Regions from separate parts of the Mus musculus genome. Here region 1 is linked to region 2. Evidence: chromatin contacts called from public Hi-C data. All regions are on one chromosome and are shown on one strand. Each heading gives the region's core, a stretch centred on a gene start, on an enhancer-like site or on the middle of the called end of the contact. The rest is flanking DNA. Distances are from core to core; before and after follow the strand shown.

Region 1 (2,736 bases), core at 167-2,666, 230 kb after region 2:
ATTTAGGGATTTGGAATACTGGAAAGGGGTGAAGGGTCATAAGGTATAGCCCCCCCCCCCCCCAAGTCCTGATACAATGTCATCAGCTCCAGCAAACCTGTGGCTTGACCTTACCCTCAAGCAAAGACAGCTAAATCGAATAAGCTCAAATTCTCAAGCTGCTACCTGCTAGCAGGAGAGGAACGTTAGAATTCCTCTGCGCCACATTTCACAGCTTCTACCTGTCTCTCTTTCCTCCCCACCCTTGTGTGGTAAATGATTAGGGGCTCCAGGATCCATGCCAACATACTAGAAACATGCATAACGACACACATCTGACTTTTTACAAAAGCTGTGCCATTTTCTTACATGACCCAGGATGGTTCACTCAGAATTACATGCCATGAAGACCTAAGCCCAGAGGTAAGAATGTTTAAAAAAAAATCTTCATTTTATTTCCCAGGTGTTTTGTTATTGTTATTTTAAGAACTGCGAGGTTTTTAGGAAGCCATCTATCCTATCTCTTCCAGTATACATGGAAACAGGTTCAAAGGCACGGACTCCCATGCAGCAAACCCGCCTAGCACAGCCAGGGTGCCTCAGAGAGCACGTTGGGTGGGAGGGCGTTTAATTATTGAATGGCCCTCGGAAGAACATCAACCTCTTAGGCTCTCATTCGCCAGACCCCATTTATCCGTACCCCAAGTTTGACTCGGGGTGCTCCTGACGCAGAGGCTATGGATCACACTGCTCCCCACACCGGAGTCGCTGGGCTGGGCGCTGCCCGGCCTTCCCCTCCTCCCCCGACGGGCCGCAGCCAGTGCTCGGCTAGCCCAGGCCGCCCACCCTGGCGAAGCCGCCGCCAGCGCCACCCCTCCCCGTCCAGGCCCGCGGCACGCTGGGCAGGCCTCTACGGGACTGCGGGCACCTAGCCCGGGCCGACTCGCTACGTGACCTTGGGGCAGGCAGGGCAGGTCGCCGCCGGGTGTCCGTGCCTCAGTGTCTCCGCTCTGCGAAATGGGAGAGCCGCGTCAGCACCGCGCCCAGGCCGGGAGCCGTTCCGCGGGGCCGAGCTCTGCGGAAAACGTGCCGCTGGCCACCCCGACGGACGCAGCGCCGGCTCCGCAGCCAGGGAGCGAGCGCGCCGCCCGCGCCCCACCTCGGGCCGCGTGTCCGGGAGCCGTGCGGCCGCGCAGCCTCGCACGGACGGCCGCCGCTCCCGCCCGCCCCGGCCGTCCTCCCCCCCAGGGGGCGCGCGAGCCCGCCAGGGCGCCCCCTCCCCGCTAACGTCGCCGCGCCCGGCCCTTACCGAGACCCCAGGCCGGGCCACCGAGCCCGGAGCACGCAGGCTGTCCCCGGGGCCCCGAGGCCGCGCGTCCGTGCGCGCGCGGGCTGCCCTCCCCCGAGCCGGGGCCGCCTCGGCCATGGCCCCGCGCCGCCCGGCCCGCGCCGTGCGAGTCCCCGCCGCCGCCGCCGCCGCCGCGCGCAGCCCCACGCAGGCCCGGCGCCGTGGGCGGGCTGGCAGTGCGGCGCGGCCTGGCCTCACCCGCCGGGGCTGCGCGGCCGTCGGGCCCCGGCCTGCTCGGGGCTGTGCTCGGCGGGCGGGCGCGGGCGGCGGTGGCGGCGGTGGCGGCGTCGGAGCGCGGCTGTGCGGGCTGCGCCCGGGCGGCGAGCTGGGCCCCAGCGCTCTGCGGCCGCCCCCGGCGCGCTCGCCCGCCCCGAGCGGCCGACGCTGCGACCCCGGCTGCGGCCCGGGTCCCGGCTGCGAGCTGCGCGGCCGTCCCGGCGCCTCTTCAGCAGGGGAGCTGCACCGCAGCTGCCATGTTGCTACAAACTGCATCCTGGGAGGCATGTCCCTCTCAGGCGTTTCAAGAGGAGCGCTCGGAGGCTCGTCGGAGGCGGCCGGAACCCAGACAGCTCCATCTACAGCCGGTAGGAGCGAACAGTGAGGCGCGGGCCGCCTCGGCGCCGGACACGCCCTGAGCCCGTCGCGGCTCCCGGTCCCTCGCGGCTCACCTGGCGTCTTGGCGGCCCGGCGCCCTCGGGCCAGGCCGCGGCGGGCAGCGGCGGGCAGCGGCGGCGGCGGAGGCGGCGGAGCGGAATCCCGGGCGCGCGGCGCGCTGGGTCTGGAGGCGGGCCGATGGGCTCCGACAGCCTTCCGCCCGCGGCCGCCTGCGCGTCTCAAACCCAGAACCCGGTCGTTGGCTTTCAAAACCTGCGCTCACAAAGGGATCGGAGAGAGCCGTCACACCACAGAAAGCCGGAGTTCATGTGACCAGCGCAGTGCAGCCCGGGTTCCAGGGACGCGGGCTGTGGATCCAAGGGGAGCGAGGGGTGGGGGTGGGAGTGCTTTGTGAAAAGCCTCAGTGTTGTTTTCGGCCAGAAAGGACAGAATTCCTGGAATCTTTGAGGGCACGGGTTGGAAGGGGCTAGACGGGCTACTTAGGAGGAAACTGAGGCCGAGCCGGGAGTGGCTTGCTGATCCCAAGTTGCAGTTTTCGCCCCCTTGTACTCTTTCCAACCATGAGAGAGAACCCTCTTTCCTGGACAGGTTCAGTGAATCGCACGTTTACTGAATTTGCAGGAGCTGCCAAGATTTGGGAATGGAATGAAAAAAGAAAAATAAGTCTGAGCAGGTGTCCTGGTTACAGTTAGGGATGAATGAACCCCAACTGGAACCTAGAGGAAAAGCCAGAATAATTTTTTCACTTCATAGAACCCCGGGGGTGTCTGGGTTGGAGCTTGTCTTAGAAGGCA
Region 2 (3,093 bases), core at 340-2,839:
ATACCACTGGCTAGTCTAAACAACCTTTGAAATCCACTCACCCAGGCCTCTCAAGAAGTCACACTTTTCACACTTCCTGGCATTTTAACCCCTGCCCAGAGGCAGGCAGAGCTCTTGAGCTCAAGGCCAGCCTGGTCTACATGATGAGCTCCAAGCTACATAATGAGACCCCCATCTTGAACAAACAAACATACATCACCCTAAAACTGACCACTGTCTCACAACCGTGTAGTTTTTAACACGTTCTTAAAGCATACACCAAACTACACTGGTTCTCAAACTTTCATGTGTCCCCCACAAAGCCTATTCTGCTTTGAAAAGTGAAAAATTTGCTTAAAATGAAGACTCTGCCCTCTTTCTGTTTCAATGTATTTTGGGTCTCTATAAGAAATGAGCCCTCAGTCAGTTTGGACAAAAGTGCCAAGATATACTCATAGGTAGGACGGATAGTTGGCCCCTTTCAGCAGTCTCTTCATTTCTACTCTTTCCTACCTGGGCAAAGACTCATAAATCAATGATCCACAGGAATCTTACTCAACCTAGGAGTATAAAGTTCACATTCCCCCTCCACACTAAACTTTAAAAATGGGGTTTGTTTATATTAGACTAAACCTAGTAGGCAACAAGTTAGTGGTTAGAAGGGAAAGGTGTCGATCAGACCCGTTCTCTAGGAACAACGTTAACTAGTACTTCCTATTTTCAAAGTTTTTATGTTTTCGGTAGAGGATTTCGAAGAAAGGGTGCGGGCATAACGTCTATGAGTTACACATACTGTTCCTACTAGAATACATGCACCACCAGCCTCGACTTTCAAAACACAGTGCAGCGACTGGCAAAAAAAGGCGCTGAATAAAATGCTTGTATACGGCAGCTCCAGTTTCCATAAAAGACGAAAACAAAGCCTGAGTTATTTCTACTTCTTGATATAGATGCCCAGTATCTGCGACTGCCTCTTCCAGGTCCTACTAGCGGCCATCCCGCCTCCGTTTTCTAAAACCGGTTTTGGAAACGAGAGTATTCTCCAGAAAATTTTACTCAACAAAGGGGCAAATCTCAGTAGTGAGGGTAAAGAGACGAGCTGCGAACCAGGCACTCGGCACGTCCCTCCGTGTCCTAGTCTCAGGTAGGAACTAAAGAGGCCCACACCCCTAGATTCGGCCCTACACTGAAACTCCATTAAGTTCGTTGCTACCGGGTCACTAATTCCGCAGGGGTGTGAGCGAAGCACCCTGTCAGGCCCCAGCAAGGTTTGCAACCCACGCGAGCTGCTCCTCCGACCCGCCCTCCCGCTCACCTTCGTGTGCATCTCCGGCGCTCGCAGCAGCCAGCAGCTGTGTCAGCGCCAAGAGCAGGACCAACAGCCAAGCTTTCCGGAGCTTCATGATTGGGTGCAGAGCTGGGCCTGCAGACACCGGCCACCGCAGAGCACTCGCCGACCTCCCGAGCGACGCCGGAGCGCACCAAAGCCTCCAGGAAGTTCAGGCCGGTGATTGGTTGGAGGTAAGGAAGCCGCGGCCCGTCCAATCCCCGCACGAATCAGGGCGAGAGCCGTGGCGCCCCGCCTACACCGCCCCGCCCCGCTGCCTGAGCCCTCCGCGCGGGCGCGCCCCTCAGCTCCGCGTTTAAAACTCCGAGCCCTAGTGTGAGGTGCCCCCTTCTGATTGGCTGTGCCGCGACCACCAATCACGGGCTGCCACTCGGTTTGCTTGGAGCGCCCAGGTCCGGAAAGAGTGCGGGGGAGAACAAAGGCAACCAGCCCTGCACAGGGAGGCGGGGCTTGAGCACTCCGAGGGGAGGGATTGGTTGGGAGGTCAGCTCCCTTTGGCCAAGCTTGGCAGGAAGAACACGTGTAAGAAACTCAAGGAAATGGTGGGGTGCATGTGTAGGCTCGTCCGTCTGAGGCTGTCCTTGTGCAGGAAACTAAAGAGGACAGAACTTTTGGGAAAAAGTGAGATCAGAGATCCCGCCTCTGTTCCCCTGTTCTTTGGCTTCTTGTTTTTTCTGTTGAGCATATAAAAGTTTGAGTTTCTTTCCTAGATACTAGGTTCGGAGAGGTATATGAAATAGATTAGTTGTTTCAGAGCTGGGTGGGCTGACTCCAGGTCTGTGGAGGCAGAGACCCATGACTTTTAGTGATATCCTGTCGCAAAAAAAAAAAAAAAAGAAAGAAAGGAAAGAAAGAAAGAAAGAAAGAAAAGAAAAATTACAACTTGGACTCCATGACTAAGTCTATAAGTCAGAGTCTTGTCTGAACGTTGCCTTGTATTATGATTTTTCTGAAGAGAGAGAGAGAGATAACCAATCTAGTGATTTAGATCTAGAAATAACCGTGAGTGTTTTGGAAAAGAAACTAGGTTTGCATGTCAGAAAAGAAAGCTGTACTGGCATTAGGGTTAGCACCTGTGGATTAACATATGATATGACGTAGAAGACAAATGAGGCTAAATAAATAAATCTTAGAGAGTCCTGCAATATTTTCTGATGTATACAGGAGGAGAAAATGAGCTGTATTTATCACTACTCCCCTGGGTTGTCATTTTAGCACTATTAGGCTAGGTTCCTAGGCCAATTTGAATATGTGTTTTCCTTTACTCCTGCAGATCTCTCTCTAGAGAAGTAGTCCATTGGGATTGTCTATCTACTAGTGTATCTGTGACAATTCCTGCATGCATGTCCACAGCCAGAAGTTCAGATTATATGTTTTGAAAACTAAATTAAGACTAGACAGGCACACAACCTACATGCTCTGGATTCATGAGGTTTATGATTGATTCTATCTAGGTTAAACCACAAGAGATTACTGCAGTCTCTTGTGTTTTCTGTAGAACTCAGTGATGGTTCTACCTTTTTTATTATTCTGATATAATTCTTTTCTGTAGTTTCAACTACTTTGGAGTCTAAAGCAGATCATTTTAGCCCAGAAATTCAAAGCTAAACTGGACAAGAGAGTAATGCCTCGTCTCAAAACAAACAAAACCAGATACACACAAACCTATGACCTCTCCTCCAACATAAAACAAAAATAGCTCCATTTCTTTTAACTTTTATTATTTTATCTGTAAGAGTGTTTATGTGTATATACATGCCTGATGT

Evidence for each region. A called contact is a pair of places that touch in the nucleus more often than the background predicts.
Region 1: a Hi-C map of B cells shows a contact between it and region 2, with 22 read pairs. The contact joins the promoter of Zfp777 here to the promoter of Pdia4 in region 2. A contact is called at or near these places in 7 of 39 promoter capture datasets (the C10 cell line, cranial neural crest, frontonasal cranial neural crest and 4 more), 2 of 484 Hi-C or Micro-C datasets (B cells and nephron progenitors), 5 of 115 datasets of contacts at active chromatin or transcription factors (the SCID.adh cell line, effector CD8 T cells, embryonic stem cells and 2 more) and 2 of 9 other capture datasets (adipose tissue and liver).

Annotation. Positions count from the first base shown.
Region 1 is chr6:48,046,698-48,049,433 of GRCm38.p6, forward strand. Zfp777 (zinc finger protein 777) reads right to left here and starts at 1,417. Exons shown (of 6, transcript NM_001081382.1): 1 at 1,289-1,417. The coding sequence starts at 1,405.
Region 2 is chr6:47,811,923-47,815,015 of GRCm38.p6, forward strand. Pdia4 (protein disulfide isomerase associated 4) reads right to left here and starts at 1,590. Exons shown (of 10, transcript NM_009787.2): 1 at 1,295-1,590. The coding sequence starts at 1,382.